Linked DNA regions of Sus scrofa: regions 2, 3, 4 and 5 are each linked to region 1. Evidence: chromatin contacts called from public Hi-C, HiChIP or PLAC-seq and promoter capture Hi-C data. All regions are on one chromosome and are shown on one strand. Each heading gives the region's core, a stretch centred on a gene start, on an enhancer-like site or on the middle of the called end of the contact. The rest is flanking DNA. Distances are from core to core; before and after follow the strand shown. Region 1 holds the start of TRIB1 (tribbles homolog 1). Region 2 overlaps NSMCE2 (E3 SUMO-protein ligase NSE2). Region 3 overlaps NSMCE2 (E3 SUMO-protein ligase NSE2). Region 4 overlaps NSMCE2 (E3 SUMO-protein ligase NSE2). Region 5 has its middle 71 kb from the start of TRIB1.

Region 1 (2,516 bases), core at 10-2,509:
AAAAATAACCCAACGGGGTGGCTGTAAGACTGCAGTGACTATGTGTAAAGTGCTAAGAACTGTGCCTGGCATTTTACAGACCTCAATTAACGTTAGCTATTATTATTTTAATGCTCAATCTTCTAATCCCCAGCGTCTAGCTCTTACTAGATGCTTCATTAGTATTTGCTGAATGAATGGAGATTTAATATGGAAAAAATTTATCCTTGGGGCTCGACCTGGTTTTAGAAAATGAAATTTTTAGTACAAGGGCAGAAGGGATTCTGATAATAGCTATGTACGCTGGGTGTCCAGGGACTCCAAATCGACCTGGTTCTTGAAAGAAAGAAAAACGATAGATTCTAGGTTGCTTTTTCATGGAGCTTTGTGCAGCGTCTGACACACATTTCGCGCTCACCGCAATCACGTTGCACGAGTGCACGCACACGCCCTGGCAGGGCTGCCCGGGTGTAGGAAGTATCACTGTCGGTGGCAGAATGACTCCCACTCCGCTACCCGGCCACCACGGAACTGGGCTGGGCTGGCCCCGGGGCCCCAGACCCTGCAGGGCGTGTGGAGGCCGGGGAGGGGGCTAGAATCCAGCGGCGGCCACGTGGGCCCCTTCCGCCCTCTCCCCACATCCTTTGTTTCCCACCGGCCCCGGCTCAGGAAGCTCTTTCTGCGAGTCACCGCGAAGGGGCGGCCGGGGAGCCTGGAGAAGCTATTTCCGTGCAATCCCGGCGGGCGGCAGGCGCGGGAGGGGCGTGGAGGTGGAGGCAGCGCAGAAGGCCCAGTGTTTGCTTTTATTTCATCCAACAGAAGGTTCTATTTGTGGAAGCGAACAGACGCTGGGGATTAGAGCTGGGAGGGGGCAGGAAAAGGAAAAAAAAAAAAACAAAAAACCACATCCACAACCACGCATAGGTCTTCCCCGGAACTACCGCGTGGGGGTGAATGAGTGATTCTGGAATTCATCACCTTCTCTCTCTTCCTTTCCGCCGACTACCGCCGGGCCTCGCGACGCCCACGGCTCCAACCGGAGGTCCCAGGGCGCGGGGCGGTCGGTTGCGGGGGGAGATCCCCAGGGCAAAAGGCGTCACCGCGCGGCTGCAGCGAGCAGCGGGTGCAGCGAGCCTTGGTGCGCGCGCCCGCAGTCCATTGTGCTCGGTGTGAATGGGGAGCGCGCACCAATCAGCGGTCGCTTCGCCCCCCACGGCCCCACCCCTCCCGCCCACTTCCCGGGGACCCTGACGTCACGGGAACTTTTCCTCCACCCCCTCCTCCAGCTTCTAGCTTTGAGCCCGCTGCCTGCCGGAGGGCGCGCGCCGCCTCCTGCTTAGCCCAGCCCGGGGGGCGTGTGCGCGCGCCCCAGCCAGCTCGGGACACACCACCTGCGCCAGAGCGCGCGCTGCCCGGAGCATCCCAGCCCTCGGGCCACCCCCATCGCCCCCGCCGACCCAGCTCCTCCTCCCTCCTCCCAGCCTCCCCCCCCCCTCTCCGGTGACTGCTCGCCCAGCGGCAGGGCCCGAGTCGTCGCAGCCACCTCATTGCACAACCCGGCTTCCCAACTGTTTACACAGCCCGGCCTGTGAGTGTATGTGTGTATACAGCGTGAGTCACCGGGAGGCGGAGGAGGTGGAGGAAAAGGAGAAGGAGGAGTGCACTGGCCAGGATCGGTGCTGCGCACACACTCACTCACTCACACTCAGTCACTCTCTCTGAGCGCGTCTCGCTCGGGCACACTCACGCCGGGAGCCCGGAGCGCGCAGGATCCCGAGCGCCGCGGAAAAGTTGCTCCGGCTTTGGCCCCGAGACTTATTGCTTTGGGAAGTGCATTTGCTCCGTGGCTCCGCCGAGCCTGCGGAATCCTGTACTCGCTGTTTCGGACCTCGGTAAGGCCAGCCACCGCCACCTCTGCCTCCCTGACTGTCGGCAGCCTCGACAACAATAGCGGCGGCCGCCCCCTGCCAGGTGCCCGGAGCCGATACCGCGGGGGTCTGAGGACCCGAGCCGGCCTCCCACCCCGGGACGCGCAGCCACGGTGGTTCTCGCGTGTACCGCCAGCGCCGGGGAGAGGCTCCGGCTTTGCCCCCCGTGGGGGCCGAACCAAGCTCCGTCTGCAAACTCCATCCTGCGGGCTGGAATACGTCGCGGCGCCGGCGCCGACCCCGTCGCGCCTTCCCGCGCCGATCCGAGGACGTACAAAGCCGGGGCCGTCCCGGCGCCGGACGGGATGCGGGTCGGTCCCGTGCGCTCTGCTATGAGCGGCGTCTCGCAGCCCCGAGCCCCGGCCTTGCTGCTCCCGGCCGGCCGGGGCGCTCCTGCCAAACGCCTGCTGGACGCGGACGACGCGGCGGCGGTGGCGGCCAAGTGCCCACGTCTCTCCGAGTGCTCAAACCCTCCGGACTACCTCAGCCCCCCTGGCTCTCCCTGCAGCCCGCAGCCTCCGCCCGCCGCGCCCGGGGCTGGCGGCGGCTCCGGGAGCGCGCCGGGGCCCAGCCGCATCGCCGACTACCTGCTGCTGCCCCTGGCCGAGC
Region 2 (2,516 bases), core at 12-2,511, 110 kb before region 1:
AAATTTTCTTTTCCATCAGAACAGGAAATTGCCAAGCCTTCACATTGTACAGTAAGCAGCCCGGTCTCAAATTATGGCCTTTACCTTGATATCCATTGCTCATTTTGAGAGGTTATCTAGCATGATGGTTACGAGCATGGCCCTGGAGCCAGACTGTCTAGGTTTGAATTCCTCTTCCACCAGTCACTAACTGTGTGACCTTGGGCAAAATACTTAACCTCTCTGTGCTTTGGTTTTATTTCTTCTATAAAATGAGAGTAGGAATAATACCTCCATCCTTAGGGTTGTATGAAGAATGTAAGTAAATATATATAAAGCACTTAGAACTGTACCTGGCATAATAAGCATAATAGGCATCTGTACCCAGCACATGTAGTGAGTAGGCTATGAAGGTTAGATATTAGTATAACTACTGTATTATACTAGCGGATAAAATAGCATGCCAAGGCGGTAGCCAGGCCATTGAGGCTGGATTTCTCCATCCCACTGGAAATCAGTCACAGGTCAGCCCTCCTCTCACCTAGTGTGGAAAGAAGAGGCCAGTGTTTGTCTCCTCTCAGTCTCTTTTAACGCTGAGGATCGCTGGTCCATGGTAGAACAGAGCAGGTAGCCCATTGCAAGCCCTGTCGCCAGAGACAAGGAACTGTCTCTTCTTTAAAATAAGAACCTCCTTCCTTCCAAACACACGTGTGATGGCTATGTTTAGAAATCTTCCAGGAGCAGTATGGAAAGATAGCTGAAAGCATGGTATACGGCGGGAAGCCCTGTGTGTGATAAGGAAGATGGGCAGCCAGCCATCGCGCTGTCTGTTCTGTGATGTATGGTCAGATCTGAAGGGGGATTGACTCTTTGCTCTCCGGCTGAACTTTCTGTCAGTCCTGTTAAGCCACCACCTGGAAGTCCCTGGTTGACACATTTCTTTGGCCATTAGCCTCTAAGAGCAGAAAGAACAAACTAGATTTTAAACAGGCGGATTCAGCTGGTTAGACTTCTTACTGTGAAGCCACAGAACACCTGGCTCACTAAACCCCTTCCCTAACCTTCCCTAAGATCCCCTGACGCCAACCTCCTTCCAGCTGTAGACTTGATGCTGTTCGAAGAATAAACTCATCGACTGCTTGGACTTAGTTCTGAAACCTCACTCGGTGGAGTTATAAAGAGTCTTTTGACCAAGCAACAGTGTCGTCTGCTCCCTGGAGGATGTGTCAGATCTCGTTTCCTTTTAACTGCTTACGGGTTGAAAACCATTACTGTGGTCACAGAGGTCAGACACCAGAGGCTGTGAACTGGATCCAGCCCACAGATGTGTGTGTTTGGCCCACATAGTTGTATGTACATCAGTTAGTTGCAACACACACAAATTGGGAGATTTCACATAGCAAGCCACATTTCCAATTTTTTTATTTTAAATATACCGAACCTGACAACGCTGGGTCTGCCTGAGTGAGAGGCGAGCAGCTTGTCGGCGTCTCCACTTGCCTAGTCTCCCCCCAACCCCCCGGCCCCAATGCTTTGCTCCTGCTCAATTCTAGCCCCAGAGACGTTGAAGTTTATACATTTCTTAGAGCCAGTGCCATTTTCGTTACATTATAATCCCACGTGAAAAGGGAAAATTCTTCTCCTTGCACACCATGACCCCAAAGTATCAAGATGCTAAATACTGACTCTCCGGCCTTTGCGCTCTGATTTAAGACCAAGAATCCCAAGTAGAACATCCTTTGTGTCATTTATTGAAAAATCACACAGTTGAAAATTATCCTCGCCTGATGTTTTCCCTGAGTCAGAGAGCAGTCTTTTGGCCTCTGACCTTTTTCATGGTAGCAGTTTATGCTGTTCTGGTTACTACCAGTAATACAGGCTAAACAACAACCCAAAGTTGAACCCTCTGGCTTTGTCCTTAGTCATCTACTTTTGGCTGCTGAGAGAGTTGAGGTTATAGGCTGGCTCTGGGGAAGGGAGCGTGGAGATCTAGAGGGGAAATAAAATACACATTTCACTTCCACTGAGTCCTGGGGCCACATAGCACAAAGGTAATGTGTGCAGAAGCATTTGCAAATTGCTTTTATTAGGAAGCCATTTGCCCATCTCTCTTTCTCAGCTGCGAGGCCAGACCCCTCCTGCAAGGTTCTCCAGGCCCCCCATTCAGTTGCTGAAATCTGCCCCAGCTCGAATTCTTCCTTTGTAGTAGTTCTTTATTCTGCAGATGGAAGAGGCTAGTTCTCCTACCACCTGCCAGGCACCTGAGGGCAAGTAAGGCTTGGTCACATGAGGCCCGCACGCAGCAGTCCATGAAAAAGTTGTATCATGGAAGTAGCATAGTTGGGACTGTGCGGAGGTTTAATAAGTTTGCAAAAATGCACTGGACACCGGGGGCTTTGGATAAAAAGTCATATGTGAATATTAGTCATTCATTCCATTGTCATCGGCGTTTCAGTTTACCATAGAGCTGTTTTATGAGTCTGTTCAAATTCCCATGACTCCTATTTCACATGAGGTCGTGGACTCCTCAGCTGAAA
Region 3 (2,516 bases), core at 9-2,508, 94 kb before region 1:
AGTTTGTACTTCTTAATCCTCTACCCCTATCTGGCCCCTCTCCTCTCCCCACTGGCAATCACTGGTTTGTTGCTGTATTTCAAATTCTAGTCCCAGTGAAGTTGCAGCATGGAGCCTGGTCTACCTCTTGCAATCACTAATCTATTTGCAGGAATGAAATCTGGAAAATTTAGAGAAGGATCAAGGAAGTCTGGTCTACAGGAAGCTTCTTATAAGCTGCGGTCAGCTATGGCCTTTGGAAGGACAAATCATAGTTCCATATGCCATTTATCTGGCATCTTTCTCAAAGCAGATCAAAGCTGCTTTAGGGACTTAATCTATTTAGTTCTCACAACATCCCTGCTATGGTAGTAGCTCTGGTCACCCTCACTCTGCTGATATGCAACCCACAGCCCGATATGAAAAGTGCCTTTTCTTTTCTTTTTTCTTTGCTCTTCTTTTCTTTGCCACTCTCATGGCATGCAAATGTTCCTAGGCCAGGGATTTAACCCATGCCACAGCAGTAACCAGAGCCACGGCAATGACAACCCTGGATCCTTAACCTGCCGAGCCAGCAGGGAACTCTGAAAACTGCCTTTTCAAGGACACATACATAATCATCAAGAACAGAGTTGGATTCAGATTTTCTAAATTATATTTATCATCCTCTTTCTCTTTGTCTAGATTCCTCTAAGTAAAGCACATCTGAGAATTCTATAAAAGACACTTTTTCTCCCAATTTATAGATTCCTAGAAACCTGCCAGGTTTGCTCAGCTTCCCTACTCAGTGTTAGATATTGCAGAAATTTTGACCTAAGGTTTATTAGATATTAAGGTCATGTTTGTAGCCTTGTATGGTTTATGGCGTCAAAAATACCTGGGTTGGGCTAGCTCTGTGATCTCCAGTTTTCAAGAAAATGTATGTAAAATACTTGCATCAGAGTTGGATCAATGAAATGGAGCAAAATGTGTAGAAGGCTTGTGAGCACAGGGTCTGGAACACAGTGAGCCTTCAGTTGATAAGAGTGCTCAGACAACTAAGCAAACTGAATCTCAGGCTTGTGCTTCCCTTGTGAATAAGACGTTCACTGACTCTTTAAGCTCAAGTCAAGCAGATCCAGATGTATTACAGGTTTTTGTTTTAAAAGCAGCTTCTTTCACTGCTATGGCAAGCCTGCCTCCTCTTCCCTCTCCTCGTCACATTGGTTGCAAGCTGCTCGCTCCAGAGGAGTTCGTGCCCTTTAGCTTGGATTTCTGTCTAAACAAGGTTACCTCTTCACTTGACCCTGTGAGTCTCATGAACCAACCTTTGATTTCAAAACTCTCTGGGTTCCCATGCACGTGGTAAGCTCCCACGCAATATGCTTGGAAATACTCCAGTTTGGGTTCTTTTCAAGGGAGAGGGAGAGGATTAGAGGATCTAGTGGGTTTTGGAACTTGGAGGAGATGGAGTTGTCTGAAGGGAACACTAAGCCATGACGCCAGGGTCATAGGCATTTATCGCTGCCAGTGACCCTTGTTCCCATAACGGGGGCACATACAGGAACCAAAGTGTACTGGGCCCCACCCCAGACCCGTGGATTAAGGATCTCTAAGAGTGGACTTGGAATCTAGGTTTGAGAGTTCCCATCGTGGCACGTTGGAAACGAATCTGACTAGGAACCATGAGGTTGTGGGTTCGATCCCTGGCCTCGCTTATAGATTAAGGATCCGGCGTTGCCTTGAGCTGTGGTGTAGGTCGAAGACTTGGCTTGGATCTGATGTGGCTGTGGCTGTGGCGTAGGCCAGCAGCTGTGGCTCCAATTCGACCTCCATATGCTGCGGGTGTGGCCCTAAAAAAGCAAGAAAAAATATCTAGGTTTGTTTGTTTCTTTTTTTTCTTTTTTGGCCACACCCATGGCATATGGAAGTTCGCAGCCTAGGGGTCAAATTGGAGTTGCAGCTGCCAGCCTGTGCCATAGCTCACAGCCACGCTGGCTTCTTAACCCACTGAGTGAGGCCAGGGATTGAACCTGTGTCCTCATGGATGCTAGTCAGATTCGTTTCCGTTGAGGCACCACTGGAGCACCTAGGTTTGCTTCTTTTTTTTTTTTTTTTTTTTTTGGTCTTTTCCAGGGGTGCACCCACAGCATGTGGAGGTTCCCAGGTTAGGGGTCTAATCAGACCTGAAGCAGCTGGCCCACACCGGAACCACAGCAGCTCGGGATCCAAGCCACGTCTGCAACCTACACCACAGCTCATGGCAATGCCGGATTCTTAACCCACTTAGCGAGGCCAGGGATGGAACCCGTGACTTTATGGTTCCTAGTCAGATTCGTTAACCACTGAGCCATGATGGGAACTCCTAGGTTTGTTTCTAATAATTGTTTTCCTTGTGGGTCTGATACCCTGCTGGGCTTGAGAGCCACTGCTCAAGGCCATGTTCCAGATAAGGAAGGTCAGGCCCTAGCTGGCCGCCTCCAAGATCACACACATGGCTGATGGCAGAGGCCTGCCTGGAACTCAGGTCTCCCTCCCAGTCGGTCCAGGGTTTTTCC
Region 4 (2,516 bases), core at 8-2,507, 74 kb before region 1:
ATTTTATGACGTCAGGATAAGCCCATTCAAGTTCCTCAGTGCTGATACAGCGCTCGTGAGAGCTCCTTAAATGTTAGTTCCCACCCAGCTTCCTCCTCGGCCCTGTGCTTGGGTGCCCTGGGTCCCGGCACGGATGGAAGGTGTGGGCCAGCCATCTGCCCATCCGGTCGGAAGTTGGCAGCTGGTGCTTATACTTCTGACAGTGTGCCTCGTGAATGCATATGGAAGACTGTGACTCATCTTCTTGTCTTTCTCTTTTTAAGCAGAACATTTTTGAGATCTCTTTAATAGCAACGAAACTGAGTTACTCCACTTATTTTATTATTATTATGCTGATATTTCCTACCTTTGCCTTAAAATATTGCAGGGGCCTCAAGTTTTCTTGTCTGTGTGGTGAGAATAACAATGGAGTTGTTCTGGAGTTCCCGTCATGGCACAGCAGAAATGAATCTGACTCGTATCCATGAGGATATGGGTTCGATCCCTGGCCTCATTCAGTGGGTTAAGGATCCAACATTGCCAGGAGCTGTGGTGTAGGTTGCAGATGCAGCTCAGATCCTGCATTGCTGTGGCTGTGGTGTAGGCCGGCAGCAGTAGCTCCAATTGGACCCCTAGCCTGGGAATTTCCCTATGCCACGGATGCAGCCCTAAAAAGCAAAGCAAAGCAAAGAAAAAAACAGTGGGTCTTTTGTGAGAATTAAATGAACAGATGTATATAAAGTGGTTAGCAGAGTAGCTGCTATGTTGCATGCAGTACATTCGAGGTATTATTATTAATAAAATACTAACGTTGGGGAAGGAGGGGTGGCTCCCAGATCCAGCTGGTTTTAGTATTTGAATTAACCAGGACAAAATCCAGAGCCGTACATTGACTTATTAAATCCCCACGTGACTGTGGACAAAACCTATAATGTCTTTGGATCTCCTTTTTCTCAAGTAAATGAGAGAATTAGGATAAATAATCTCAATTTTAGAGTTTGTGTGATTCTAGTAGATGATCGATATTTTTTCTCCAATCTTCCTTTAGCCGACTTATCAAAAAGTTTTGTCTTTCTTGTGTAAATTGGTGTAAGTGACATTTACTGCCAGATGTGACCTTTTGTTTCAGCCCACTGTCGAATCCCGACGTTAATATCACTTTCTATAAATATAGATTTCGGGTGAGGAAACGTTCTAGCTCAAGAGACGCTGAGCTACTGAGCCTCTTTCTCTTTTTAGCCTCTCGGTCCGTGGGCCATTACTCACTCTTGGCACTCTTCCCCGGTCTCGCTGCTGTCACCTTCCTCTGTCGTGATTGCTGCTGTCGAGAGCCACCTACAGCTTCTAAGTTCCCCACCCAGCCTTCCCTAGTGGTCGGCATTGCAGTTGTGTTTTCTTGCTTCCTCTACCTTTTGAAATTTAAAAATAGAAAATACAATTTTAAAAAACCGAAAACAAACCCACAGTCTTTCACATTAGCTGAACTCTGTTATTCCTCCAGCAGATTGTCTGGTGAATTCTGCAGTATAACAGTCAGAAATCTGTGATGGGTTCAGAATAAGCCCTGTAAGGAATGGACACAAAGAGATCCTTTTCTTTTGACTGTCAGACCCACAATCAGAAATGGGAAGCAGCAGCCCCCAGGAGGAGGCTTTGGAAAGGGAATCAGAGAATCAGAACAGCTCCCGGCTCTGCTCCTTGGCTTTGTTGTCTTCACCTGTCTGACTTTCCCGAGCCATTCCGTGGAATCATTAGGTTGATAAGAGAACTCTTGTAGGAGTGTGACTCTTGTGCTATTAATACCAAAGACAGGTCCTGGGAAGCACAAAAGCCCTTTAGAGAGCTGAGGAAAATTATTTTAGAAGGCCCAACTCACATCACAGCAAACATACTGTGGCAACCTCCATGTTAAATACAGTTTTATTGCTGGCAAAACTTTTTGAAGATATTTTTACAATTTTGCTTTGGAAAAAGGCTGGCTACAAGTCAGGGATTTAACTTAGAATTAATTTCTCAGCAATGAGCATAATTGGGAATTATTAAATTAAAACCTAAATCCAGCTTACATGTTGCTTCCCAATGAAATTTTTTTTTTTTTTTTTTTTTTTCTTTTTTGGCCACCCCAGGGCACATAGAGTTCCCAGGCCAGGGAGCAGATCCTAACCGTAGCTGCAACCCAAGCCGAAGCTGTGGCAACACCAGATCCTTAACCTACTGCTCTGGGCCGGGCATCGAACCCACATCTCAGGGCTCCCAATTCACTGTTGATCTCGTTGTTGCGCCACTGTGGGAACTCTGCCAATGAGATATTCTTGATTACCAAATCAACAATTAAGGAGGTTAACCCAGCATTACATTTTGTAGACCTTTAGCATTTATTAATTTGTTTGTAGTTAATCTGTTTTGAAGCATATAAATGGTTTTTCAAGATCTCAGACACTTTTATAGCCCTTGAAAAGCTGAAAGGCACCGGGCACCACACCCTGATGACCAAGGGTTAAAAATGCTCTGTCTGGGATATCCTAAACTCTGAGGGC
Region 5 (2,516 bases), core at 6-2,505, 71 kb after region 1:
CTGTTGTGCTGTGAAGGAAAATGAAGTGAGAACATGGAGAGGCACTAAGGTACTGATTCGGACTTAGAATCCTGAGGGATCTGGGGCAAAGGCAGGGGTAACAGGTGGTGCAAAGGCCCTGAGGTGGGAGGAAGAGAGGAGGGTGGGGGGAGAGTCAGGGAGAGGGAAAGAGGAAGAGCGGGGAGGAGACTGGAAGAGGAGAGAGAGAGAGAAGTGGTAAGACCAGAGAATTCACGAGTTTCCCCTGTGGTTCAGTGGGTTAAGAACCTGACTAGTATCCATGAGGATGTGGGTTCAATCTCTGCAGTGGGTTCAGACTCCGGCAGTTGCTGTGAGCTGCGGTGTGGATTGCAGATGCGGCTCGGATCCCGTGTTGCTGTGGCGTAGGCTGGCGGCTGCAGCTCAGATTCAACCCTCAGTCTGGGAACTGCCATATGCTGCAGGTGCGGCCCCTAAAAAAGAAAAAACAACAAACAAACAAACAAACAAGCAAAAAACCCCAGAGAATTCAGAGAGGTAATGAGGAAATGAAGAGGCCTGATCGTGGAAGGCTTTGTAGGCCAAGGGAAAGTTGAAGTTCAGCAACTCCTTCTATGCAACGTGATGGCTCGCCCTAGGTAACTAGTTTTCAACTCTAAAATGTCAGCTTTTGAAAAGCACCCACACCCAGGCCCACCCAGGATCTCTGGAGATGGGGCCTGAGCATCCATGTGGTGACAACTCTCTCCAACCCCCATCATATCTAACTGCTGGTGGCTAGAGAGGAGGAACACTGGACCGGAAGGGCCTCCTTCCAGCAGGAGGCACCCCCAGTGGGACACCACCCTCCCTCTTGTCCCTCTCAGTGTTCTCTGTAGGCTCAGACCAGCATCAGCCTCTGCCAGCAGCCTGCCTTCCCGTCGAACATCCAAATCTGCAGGAAGAGCTGATCAGCCGTGTCCGGGGCCTCCTTGCTGGCCACAGACCCTGGGACCAGAGGGCACAGGGCCGCGGCCACCCTTGGCCTTGGGAGATTTTGTTTACGGAGCACATTTCACTTCTACAGAGGCCCACAGCTGCGATCTTGCCTCATCACAGTTGCCAACTGTGGGGGGGCGGCCTTCACCCCCCGCCTGCTAGTTTCTCAAGTTCCTCTTTTGGGCATGTGCCTGTCCCTCCGAGTTCCCGTGGCTGCGTGGAAGTGGACTGAGGCCCAGAGGGTGACTAAGAGGGGAAGCCCCTGCGCCGAGGCTCCCAGCGGCTCCTGCATTGCGTAAGGGCTATTTTTGAGGCGATTGCAGACGATCTGATGAATCATAGCAAACACACATGGCTCTGGCGGTGGGGACAATCCTTCCTCATGAAGCTGTGGAAAGTGGAGCTTCTCAAAATGAATCAGCAGCAGCAGAACCCTGGGTCTGTGGGAGGTGGATGAGGGTGCAAATTACACATTTCCACAGTATTGGGGTGCGGCCTCTGGGAGCAGGGGCTGCGGGGACCCGAGCTTGTGGTTTCCTCCATGACTCAAAGGGCCTCCCTCACCCACTTGAGCCTGCCACTGGAACCGAGTGACCTTCCATCATGGAACAAAGTCCCTAGCACTTGCCGAGGAGTTGAAGATTGGAGAAAATCTGCAGGGGCACAGCTAGTGTAGATGCTTGGCCGTGACACACGCACAGGCTTTGAATCCAGAAACCCAGGAGGCCTCCCTTGAGTGGGGAGCCCGTGTGAGAAATTCTTGACCATGAGGAGAAGGCTCAAACAATTCCTCGGAGGGAGATGGGGAGGCCCTCCCTGCTCCCCCAAGCTCAGACTGGTGTGAACGGAAGGGCAGAGCTGTGTGGTGGTTGGGGCCTCAGACTATGGGATTAGACAATACTGGGTTTAGGGTCCAATTCCAATATGGCGACTCGGCACATGGGCCCAAGATATAGCTGAGTCTCCAGTTTTCTCATTTGTAAAATCAGGAAATATCTGCCTGGGAAGACTGTCATTAAGGACCCAGGAGGATTGCATGAGGCAGCAGGATATAGATGCTAAGAATCAGACTTTACAGCTTGAAGTTTAACTCCTTGTTCTGTGGCTCATTAGCTGTGTGTCCTTAAGCAGGTGACTTAACTGTCCTGTGCCCCAGCTTTCTCATCTTTAAAAGGGAATTATATTATAGCACCTTCCTCATGGAGTTGATAAATAAGCTAATATATATATATAATTGAAAGAAGGTGGCCCAGTATGTAAGTAAGAGTTCTTAATAAATGCTAGTATTGTTATATAAAGTAATTGTTATAGCATTGTCATAGATTTATTACAGACAGAGCACACAAAAATGTAGTTATTATTCATTGTTATCATTAAATTTTTTTTTTTTTTTTTTTAGAGAACTGGAGTGGATTTGGATAAAAGCTGAGGCCTGAAGGGGCATCAGAGAAAGGAAAATCTGAAGTCAGGAACAAGCAACACTCAGATTTGTATGGAACCACAGGGGACTCTGAATAGTCAACGCAATCTTGAGAAAGAAGAACAAAGATGGATACATC

Evidence for each region. Promoter capture Hi-C pulls out the DNA fragments that hold promoters and counts their contacts. Hi-C and Micro-C count contacts between places; a contact is called where the count stands out from the background. HiChIP or PLAC-seq counts read pairs in DNA pulled down with a chosen protein or histone mark.
Region 2: a promoter capture Hi-C map of fetal liver shows a contact between it and region 1, with 5 times the contacts expected there. The contact joins the enhancer-like site here to the promoter of TRIB1 in region 1. A contact is called at or near these places in 1 of 5 promoter capture datasets (fetal liver), 6 of 47 Hi-C or Micro-C datasets (embryonic fibroblasts, fetal liver and heart right ventricle) and 2 of 2 datasets of contacts at active chromatin or transcription factors (alveolar macrophages and skeletal muscle).
Region 3: a Hi-C map of liver shows a contact between it and region 1, with 2.6 times the contacts expected there. The contact joins the enhancer-like site here to the promoter of TRIB1 in region 1. A contact is called at or near these places in 1 of 5 promoter capture datasets (liver), 6 of 47 Hi-C or Micro-C datasets (embryonic fibroblasts, liver and skeletal muscle) and 2 of 2 datasets of contacts at active chromatin or transcription factors (alveolar macrophages and skeletal muscle).
Region 4: an H3K27ac HiChIP or PLAC-seq map of skeletal muscle shows a contact between it and region 1. The contact joins the enhancer-like site here to the promoter of TRIB1 in region 1. A contact is called at or near these places in 1 of 5 promoter capture datasets (liver), 13 of 47 Hi-C or Micro-C datasets (alveolar macrophages, embryonic fibroblasts, fetal heart ventricle and 4 more) and 2 of 2 datasets of contacts at active chromatin or transcription factors (alveolar macrophages and skeletal muscle).
Region 5: a contact with region 1 is called in an H3K27ac HiChIP or PLAC-seq map of alveolar macrophages, with 2.4 times the contacts expected there. The contact joins the enhancer-like site here to the promoter of TRIB1 in region 1. A contact is called at or near these places in 12 of 47 Hi-C or Micro-C datasets (alveolar macrophages, blood, epiblast stem cells and 3 more) and 2 of 2 datasets of contacts at active chromatin or transcription factors (alveolar macrophages and skeletal muscle).

What each region holds. Positions count from the first base shown.
Region 1 is chr4:14,296,862-14,299,377 of Sscrofa11.1, reverse strand. It overlaps TRIB1 (tribbles homolog 1), which reads left to right and starts at 1,259. Exons shown (of 3, transcript XM_021088927.1): 1 at 1,259-2,516. The coding sequence starts at 2,213.
Region 2 is chr4:14,410,691-14,413,206 of Sscrofa11.1, reverse strand. All of the region lies in intron 4 of NSMCE2 (E3 SUMO-protein ligase NSE2), which reads left to right. Among named protein-coding and RNA genes, the nearest start is that of TRIB1, 110 kb to the right of the region's middle. Within about 2 kb of position 1,261, at least 20 of the 83 cell types and tissues checked have an H3K27ac peak or open chromatin away from gene starts, as enhancers often do. A contact at or near this core is called in alveolar macrophages, embryonic fibroblasts, fetal liver and 1 more, where this site is marked.
Region 3 is chr4:14,390,788-14,393,303 of Sscrofa11.1, reverse strand. The region is part of intron 4 of NSMCE2 (E3 SUMO-protein ligase NSE2); the gene reads left to right. Among named protein-coding and RNA genes, the nearest start is that of TRIB1, 94 kb to the right of the region's middle. Within about 2 kb of position 1,258, at least 3 of the 83 cell types and tissues checked have an H3K27ac peak or open chromatin away from gene starts, as enhancers often do. A contact at or near this core is called in liver, where this site is marked.
Region 4 is chr4:14,370,417-14,372,932 of Sscrofa11.1, reverse strand. All of the region lies in intron 4 of NSMCE2 (E3 SUMO-protein ligase NSE2), which reads left to right. Among named protein-coding and RNA genes, the nearest start is that of TRIB1, 74 kb to the right of the region's middle. Within about 2 kb of position 1,257, at least 21 of the 83 cell types and tissues checked have an H3K27ac peak or open chromatin away from gene starts, as enhancers often do. A contact at or near this core is called in alveolar macrophages and skeletal muscle, where this site is marked.
Region 5 is chr4:14,226,215-14,228,730 of Sscrofa11.1, reverse strand. No RefSeq gene overlaps it. Among named protein-coding and RNA genes, the nearest start is that of TRIB1, 71 kb to the left of the region's middle. Within about 2 kb of position 1,255, at least 39 of the 83 cell types and tissues checked have an H3K27ac peak or open chromatin away from gene starts, as enhancers often do. A contact at or near this core is called in alveolar macrophages, liver, retroperitoneal adipose tissue and 1 more, where this site is marked.